Regions from separate parts of the Mus musculus genome. Here all the other regions are linked to region 1. A link is a contact called in public HiChIP or PLAC-seq data. All regions are on one chromosome and are shown on one strand. Each heading gives the region's core, a stretch centred on a gene start, on an enhancer-like site or on the middle of the called end of the contact. The rest is flanking DNA. Distances are from core to core; before and after follow the strand shown.

Region 1 (2,766 bases), core at 112-2,611:
AGCATAATCCAGGTCTTGTGGAAAAGCAGCCAGTTTTCTTCTCTTAATCGCAGACATCTTTCCAGATCATTTCCTTGGATTATTATGTCCCTCTTGTTATAAAGTTCAAAGTAACTTCTATGTACTATTATATCTTTAATTGTCTAATCATTTGTTTGTTTATTGGTACTAGAGATTAAACCCTGGACTATGCACATAAGGAAATAATATACAACCAGACTACAACCCTAGCCCTCTATTGCTCTACATGTACTATTTTATTTATTTGTAGATCATTATGATAAAATAGAAAGTGTAACTATTCTTGTGATTAAGCTCATTGAATTACAGCTTTAGGTAGAGCTGGATAATTGAAGTCACAAAGTAAAGCACCAGCAAGGCTAAAACTCAAACATTCTGACATCCTGGTGATGTCTTTAATTTATAGATAATTAGTCTAACAGTGAAGGGTATATTCTCTGTTTTGAAATTGAATGAAAACTACATATAGCCTACTATGGTAGAACACTGTCTCTAGATACTTACCTGAATTTAGGAGATCAAAATTAGAGCCTATAAACTCTGTAGTCAATATGGTCCTTTACCATCCGAGCGTTAAGACCCTGGGAGCAGAGGGTAGGTTTCCAGGGTGTGGAGTGAGGCTGACTGCAGAAGCTAACAACAGCCCCAGGACAGATGCCTGGAGCCCTGCTTTACTCAAATACAATTGCTACTGGGCTTTTCCTCCTGCTTGCTCAAAAGCAATCTTATTAAAATTTAGATTAAAAAAAAGGAGAAGGATGAATTAAAGATCACTGCTTAGTTATTCTTGATCCATAGTAAATATTCCTTAGGTAAACATGAGTCTGATAAGTGTCTTGAAGACACTGGTAAAAGGAATACACTTCCAGTCCTCTCATGCTTCCACAGATAGCATCTACTTGTTCCCTTCACTCTGGTACTAGTCACTTTTCTTACTGCAGAGACAATTCTTGGCAAGAGCAATGTAAGGAAGGGTTTATTTGGGCTCTAGGTTCAAGGGCACAGTCTCTCATGGCAGGGAAAGGAGGCAGCTACAAGGGTTTAGCAGTAGTTGCAGTTTGACGAAATCAGCCACATGGTACCCACAGTTGGGAGGCAGAGAGGGATGAATGCTGACCTAAGCTGGCTTTCTCCTTTTTATTTGGTCTGGTGCTGTTCACATTCCCAGTCCTCCTCCAGTAAACCTCTGCAAAGTCCCACACAGGTGTATCTCTGAGGTAATCCTAAGTCTGGGCAAGATAATGAGAATTAAAGGTCATCCCCACATCCCCACATCCCCAGACCACGCTGCTCCTGTCTCTCCTGATCAGTTCACAGTCTAGAGCTACAATGGTGCTTGTGATGGTTTGTATATGCTCACCTAGGGAGTGGCACCATTAGAAGGTGTGGCCCTGTTGGAGTAGCTGTGTCACTATGGGTGTGGGCTATAAGACCCTCATTCTAGCTGCCTGGAAGCCAGTATCCTGCTAGCAGCCTTCATTCAGATAAAGATGTAGAACTCCCAGCTCCTCCTGCACCATGCCTGCCGGGATACTGCCATGTCCCTGCCTTGATGATAATGGACTAAACCTCTGAACCTGTAAGCCAGCCCCGATTAAATGCTGTCCTTAAAAGAGTTGTCTGTTCACAGCAGTAAAATGCTAACTAAGTCAGAAGTCGGAGCCAGGGATAGGGTATTGCTGTGATAGGCCTGACCACGCTTTTGTTTGGAAGAATGTGGATTTGGAAAGCAGTGGGATCCCTTAAGTGGGGCTTAATGGGCCATCCTGGTAGGAATATGGAAGACTTTGTTGCCGAGAGTGATTTGAACTGTGCAGACCTGGCCCAAGAGGTTTCAGTGGAGAAGAATTTCAGTATGTGGCAGAGACCGTTGTGGTATTTTGGTGAAGAATGTGGCTGCTTCCTACCATTGTCCAAGGAGTCTGCCTGAGGCTAAGGTGAAAAGATTTAGATTTATTGCTTTGACAAAGGAAGTCTCAAAACAGTCGGGTATAAATTCTATTGTGTGGTTACTAAAGTCCAGTTTTATGAAAAGTGTTTTAATGAAAAGGAGCAAGCTGAGAAAGGAAAAATATAAAATATGTGATTCGAGTATTAAAGGGGTACCAGGAATTGAAATGGAGCTGAACCTGTGTTCAAGGATATTAAATTTAATTAAGGGAGTAGTGACTGTGGGGAAAGATCCTACCAGGTGTGGTGGTCCACACCTTTAATCAATCCCAGGAGACAGGCATGCAGATCTTTGAGTTCAAGGTCAATCTACAGAGCCAAGCAGAGGCAGTGAAGGAGATAGGAAGCAGAAAGCTGGTAATAATGTAATAGAACAAAGGGTCCATGTTGCCTTGGTCATGGTGTCTGTTCACAGCAGTAAGATGCTAACTAAGACAGTGCTCTAGCCCCTTGCTCTTACAAGCACACTTGAGTTGGAAGAAGAGTGCATTCTGCTCAATCAAGCCAGGAAAACTCGAAAGTCTTACTAGCCTGGTAACTAACATGACCTCTCTCCACTTCTTTCTTAATACATTGGTTTCTGTATGGGATTGTAGTTGCTGATGGTGTCCATATAATCATTTGTTCTTCCTGTAGCTTTTACCATCTGTTTATTACAGGCTTGATATGGTCAATGAAGCAGAGTAAATCATGATGGGGATGAACTGTACCTAAGTATTTACCTAGAAGAATTCTTCAAATACAATACTACAATGAGAGAAGTTTTAAAGTGAAATGCTGTCTTCCCCTTAAAAT
Region 2 (2,766 bases), core at 180-2,679, 120 kb after region 1:
AATAAACAAAAACATCACACACCAAAATGTGTGGGCAAAAAAAAATTAACGGGTAAAAGAATCCAGACATGCTAAATATTCAGTGATGTGCTAACAATTCTCTCTCTTTTCCTCTCTCTTTCTTTTCCTCTTTCTTTCTTTTCCTCTCTTGCTCTCTCTGTCTCTCTCTGTCTCTCTCTGTCTCTCTGTCTCTGTCTCTCTGTCTCTCTGTCTCTCTCTCTCTCTCTCTCTCTCTCTCTCACACACACACACACACAAAGCCCCAATTTGTAACATGCATCAATTTTTGTTGCGCAAATACTCCCACCACTGCTCATGTCAAGCCACCACCAAAGGCTTGATTACCAACTTGAAACATTCCTGGAATATTGCTCTCACCAGCATGGTTCTAGCACACTAGTGGGAATGGCATGCTGTCTTAAACACACTTTAATGCTCATCAGCTCTTTGGAGGCTCCATCACTTCTATGAGCAAGAGACTATACTGAACGTAGCTCTTTTTATGAGAGGAGCCAGAACTTCAGGGAAGGCAGGATAGATCTAAAGTTTCAGACTGGAGTTGTCCTTGCAGAGCCAGGTCTCCCATCTCTAGGACCAGTGCCTTTGACAAGGACCCCATTCCCTGTCCAAGGCACATGTAGCTGTCTTAGCCCTGCAGGGAAACATGGGTTTGCTGGCATCCCACTTGTTTGTACTCGGGAGACCAGTGTGAATGCTCAGAACTGAACCTCCCCAAGTATCTTGACTCTGCTAATTGCCAGCGTGTTAGGGTGTGGGGAACGTGGGGGTGGGAGTTGGAGAGTGTGGGGGTGTACTGTTAAAATGAACGTCCCCAAGTTATTTCCCTAGTGGTTTCCATGAGGTACTTCTAAAGTAAAACCCAGAGACGTGTATTTTTAACATCTAATGTATCTTATTAGACAAGTCTGAGAGAGTCTGCATTAGGGAGAATTTCTGTCAAACCTTCTTGCTCACTTGGGGTAAGAGATGAGAGACAAGACTACAGTCTTTTATTGTCACAGTATGTTTTTTTTCCCCCCTTCTTCTTCTTAAATGATTAAGCCGTTAGAATAAATGAGGCCCCCTCCAGCATGTCATAGGTGGGTGGCTAAGACCTCGAGGCTGTTCCAAAATCCACCATTGGAGGGCACCAAAATGCAGCAAGAACTTCGCCAGCTCTGCCGGGGTGAGAAGTTCACGACTCACCTGGGGGCTCTCCAGGCTCTGTGGGGAGGCAGAGCCGGAAAACCTCCCCACTTAGTTCCTGGAGCCCTGCGAGGACCCCGCATTCTCACCCTGCGAGACTTGTTTAGCCTCTGGTTTCCTCTCTGAGCGATTTGCTCAAGGCCAACCGCGGAGGCGCTGGGTCAGGCTTGGCTTGGCGCGGCTTGGCTGGAGAAGGAACCCTGGCTAGGGCCACCTCCCTTGGAGGTGTTCCCAGTCCCACTCCCTTCTTTGTGTTGCAGCATCTAGTTCTTTCGGCCCTCTCTCCTGTAGAGTACTCAGCCGACCCGAGTGCAGTCAATGTTCGCTCTGGTAAAGCCCTAGGGCTGAAATCCAGCTTTGCAGCTAGCTTGTCAGACAGTGAGGCCCGCGGCTGGAGTTTTCTGACTCAAATTTTCTGTCTAACAGAACTGTTCACAGCTATTGAATGAGATTACATTTGTGAAGTTTTTTGTTTGTTTGTTTGTTTTTTAATACAACTTAAAATCCAAAAGGCAGTTCTTACTGTATCGCCATCATTATTGGGCTAGCCTAAGAGATTCATGATTGTTCTGTGTGACTTTAGGTTTTATGATTGTGATTTTTTCCCCCTCCTGGTTGTCAGGCAGTGCACATTAAATTTATTTATCAGACAAGTGTCGAGAACTTTCTTGTGTGAGCCACTGTTGAAGGGCTGGGGTAGTTGTTGATGTTAAACGGGCACAAGGAACCAAACAGCCTAGAGTCGCTTTGCTGTAAGGCTTAGATACTGAACTTGGCAGTGTGACTTAACAGCTAGGGGCCCCAGGGTGAGGCTCCAGGGCAGTTTATTGTAGGAGATATTGGCTGCACAAGCTGGCTTGGTGGCACATGCCTACAAGGTCAGCATTCAGGGGGTGAAGGTGGAGGCAGGAGGATCACAGACTTGTGTTGGTGGCTTGAGCTAACATAACCCTGGAGCTGTCTCTCCATGGAAGAATGCAAAGGTTAGCACATTCTAAGTGGTAGGTTCCATCCCCAGCCCTGGGGAAATAAAAAGATGGGCAGTGACTTTTGGTTCCATTCATCTATTACCTAATAGCTTTGTGATTCTAGTCACCCCACCCGTGTGTGTGTGTGTGTGTGTACATACGCATACGCCCACTGACATGTGCACATGTAATGGGACAATGTACCTACTTTGCTGGACTGTTTATAAATGATAGCTATATTTGTTTTTGTTGCCTGTGCATTCACACAAATTAGGATAACAGGAAATTATACTTCTAGTGGTGCGCTGCAGGCGTGACCTTCACAGGTGACCTTCCCTAACTTTTGTCAAGAATGGGGGACTGTCTAAATCTCTGGAAGATCAGGGTCTAGCTTGGGACTTGTGACGAGGGACAGCAGGACCTTCAGCACACATGGAGCGCCCTCTGATTCTCGGTCGACGTGGCCGATCGCTCATTAAGGTCTTAATATCATGACTGTCCAGCTGAAGCTATCATTAACCTCAAGTGGGGGGTTCTCGCCGTGACTGCTGGGGGAAAGACGAGCCCGGTCTGAGTGGGAGGGCCTGACTCT
Region 3 (2,766 bases), core at 129-2,628, 66 kb after region 1:
AAGCTGCGTCATACTCTCCATCCTTATTTACTAAGCTCTGTCGGCCTCACCCCTTCCCCACGTTCTTTCTTTTTTTGTTTTTGTTTGTCTGTCTGTTTTGTTTGTATCCAGCCATAAGATTGTCCTGTGGATTTTGAAGTGGTTGGTGAATTGGCATTCTTCTGACCCTGAGGCTGGTTGTCCCTCCGGGGTTCTCTGTAATTCTGTATTTTTGTGGTGGCATGACAGGGCTTTTTTTTTGTATGTATCTTTTCTATATTTATCAATTTTTTTAAGGAGTACACAAAACATATATGTATATACATGTAGTTTTTATAAAAATAATACAATTTAAAAGATTCATTTTTGTAGGTGTAAGAAATGCATTTCTTATATTTGTTTGGTTTCCAATTTATAGTGGCCATTACTGAACATTGTATGTAGGAATTATGTAATTACTGTACTTTTATGTGCTGGAAATCCAACGTTGTTTTTCCTTTTTGTGGTATGACTTGTTGATGAATGCAAGGGATTCATAGAATGCAGACGCAGAGACAGAGTTTCTGTTCTCAGTGATCTGTGTTGAATGGATTTTGTACTTGTTTATATGTTTTATCCTTGGCCAAGACCAAACCCATTATTGAAGGATTATTAGTAAATATCTAAGAATCCATATAAATTTATGAGTTTTATTTATGTCCAAAACACTGAAAATTCTGTTAAACATTGTTCAGTTCCCTGGGTCTTTTTCTTATTAGCACATTTGAAAAAATTGTTTTCTTTTATGTTGTAAATGTATGAAGGGCAACAGCCAATAAACATTTTTAATTAAAAAAAACCCCGCTGTGCATTGTTTTTTGTAAATGGTAGTCTATCTACTAAAGTATTAAATTTCCATGGCACAGAGACTATCCTAAAGATTTCTTATGGGAAAAGCTTGCTTCAGATTTTATCATTTGTGTTTATAATTCTTATGTTTAAAATCTTTATATAATATAAAGAATTTTAATGTTAAGTTTGAAGGAATGTTGTCACTCAATATACATTACCTGCCTCTCTACATTATATATAGTGGATAAAAAGCTATGTTAGTGTATAGTAAAAGTAACTTCACAATCTCTGGAGTAGTTTTTGGGTCCTTTTCCTTCCCCCTCCCCCCTCCTCCTTTCCCTTTCCCCCTTCCTTCTTTGAGACAGGGTTTCTCTGTGTAGCCCTGGCTGTCCTGGAACTCACTCTGTAGATCATTTCTCAAACTCAGAGCTCTGCCTGTCTCTGTCTCCCAAGTGCTGGCATTAAAGGCATGGGCCGCTGCTGCTTGGAGTTCCCTCCTTCCGCTGTGTGTGTTCTAAGAATCAAGCTCAGGTTGTCCGCTTTGGCAAGTGCCTTTACTTGCTGAGTCACCTCAGTGCCCCCCTTTGGAGCACTGTGCCAGACAACTTAGCAAATGCGCCTGTAGCTCACTGTTATCCCCGTGAACTGAAGCTTGGTAAACAATCACTTCAGCCTGCCTGAAGGTCAAAATTATGTCACTTCTCAGCTTCCAAGTTAAATTCTAGCTTCCCATAGGTAAAGGACAACTGTCCACCACTGTAGCAAATTCTTATGAGTACACAGGCGTGGTGGCACCTGCCTGGAATTCTAGCACTTGAGATGGGAATAGAAAGATTATGATTTCAGGACCAGCCTGGGCCTCATAGCAAGACCCTGTCTCAAAGCTGTCTCCCTCCTCATCCTGCCTCCATGCTGTTTTGACTTGCTTCTGATTTGAAGGTACTGAGACAGTCACGACTGAATCGATGGGACTATTCCAGTGGGAAGAGTTATCCTGACAGATGTGTCCACGGTACCATGCTAGTGCCTATATGTGTTCAAAATGAACTGTCAATCAGTATCCCCAGCTAGCTACATACACCCTGAAGATGGCTGCAAGGTTTGAGTCTGATTATCTCAAATGAATGCAGTGGTCAGTAGTAGACTGGGGGTTCTTATATATTGGGGATAGAGATACTTCGTTATTCTCTGGAGCAAAGTAAGGAGAAAACTTTTTTTTTAAGCCAATACTATAATTAAAGGCATTTAATACAAAGTTCAAACAAAGATCATCAAAGGGACTACACTAGAATGGAAAGTGACTATCTTATCAGGAATTATTTTCCTATGGAGGCAGCATGAGGCTAACTGAGCAATGGAGTTAAATCACTATCCTGTGCCTCCCTGATTAGAAGCAGGCGCTCTCCACAGTTTGATTAGTCCTGCTTGTCACTGTGGGCTTTCTGCTTATTAAAACTGGCAGTGCCATGTGTGTGTGTGTGTGTGTGTGTGTGTAGGTCAGGGAGCCTAGAAGGTCACATTTAACACATGGATTATGTGTTAAATGTTATGTTATGTGTTAAGATTATGCTTGATTTGTTTGGTAGAATTGGTGTTCATTTGATTTAGTTATTTGTATTTGTGTGTGTATACACACACACACACACACACACACACACACACACACGGCTCCACACAGCATGAGTGTGCAGGTCAGAGGACAACTTGTGGGACTTGGCTTTCCTTCCACCACATGGGTTCCAGGGCTCAAACCCAGGTCATCAGGCTCGGTAGCCCCTGAGCCACCTCGCCAACCCTGCGGCTGATTTGCAATATTGAATTTGAACATTTGAATCGCTTTGGCTTCACTCCTCCATTTCATACTTAATGTCTCTCTTCTTCATGAGGTTACAATTTAGAAGACAAATCCCAAATTACAGGGTGCAAAGACAACTGAAGCGAGTTTAATACAAGCAA

Evidence for each region. HiChIP or PLAC-seq counts read pairs in DNA pulled down with a chosen protein or histone mark.
Region 2: a contact with region 1 is called in an H3K27ac HiChIP or PLAC-seq map of embryonic stem cells, with 6 read pairs. The contact joins two enhancer-like sites. A contact is called at or near these places in 6 of 39 promoter capture datasets (embryonic stem cells, liver, maxillary cranial neural crest and 2 more), 1 of 484 Hi-C or Micro-C datasets (nephron progenitors), 1 of 115 datasets of contacts at active chromatin or transcription factors (embryonic stem cells) and 1 of 9 other capture datasets (pancreatic islet).
Region 3: a contact with region 1 is called in an H3K27ac HiChIP or PLAC-seq map of embryonic stem cells, with 7 read pairs. The contact joins two enhancer-like sites. A contact is called at or near these places in 6 of 39 promoter capture datasets (3T3-L1-derived adipocytes, cranial neural crest, frontonasal cranial neural crest and 3 more), 1 of 115 datasets of contacts at active chromatin or transcription factors (embryonic stem cells) and 3 of 9 other capture datasets (adipose tissue, liver and pancreatic islet).

What each region holds. Positions count from the first base shown.
Region 1 is chr16:43,925,521-43,928,286 of GRCm38.p6, reverse strand. The region is part of intron 6 of Ccdc191 (coiled-coil domain containing 191); the gene reads right to left. Among named protein-coding and RNA genes, the nearest start is that of Ccdc191, 37 kb to the right of the region's middle. Within about 2 kb of position 1,361, at least 13 of the 459 cell types and tissues checked have an H3K27ac peak or open chromatin away from gene starts, as enhancers often do. A contact at or near this core is called in embryonic stem cells, where this site is marked.
Region 2 is chr16:43,800,609-43,803,374 of GRCm38.p6, reverse strand. The region is part of intron 2 of Drd3 (dopamine receptor D3); the gene reads right to left. Among named protein-coding and RNA genes, the nearest start is that of Gm26074, 32 kb to the left of the region's middle. Within about 2 kb of position 1,429, at least 150 of the 459 cell types and tissues checked have an H3K27ac peak or open chromatin away from gene starts, as enhancers often do. A contact at or near this core is called in embryonic stem cells, where this site is marked.
Region 3 is chr16:43,859,458-43,862,223 of GRCm38.p6, reverse strand. Qtrt2 (queuine tRNA-ribosyltransferase accessory subunit 2) reads left to right here. Exons shown (of 9, transcript NM_001356329.1): 9 at 1-817. Among named protein-coding and RNA genes, the nearest start is that of Gm25989, 26 kb to the left of the region's middle. Within about 2 kb of position 1,378, at least 3 of the 459 cell types and tissues checked have an H3K27ac peak or open chromatin away from gene starts, as enhancers often do. A contact at or near this core is called in embryonic stem cells, where this site is marked.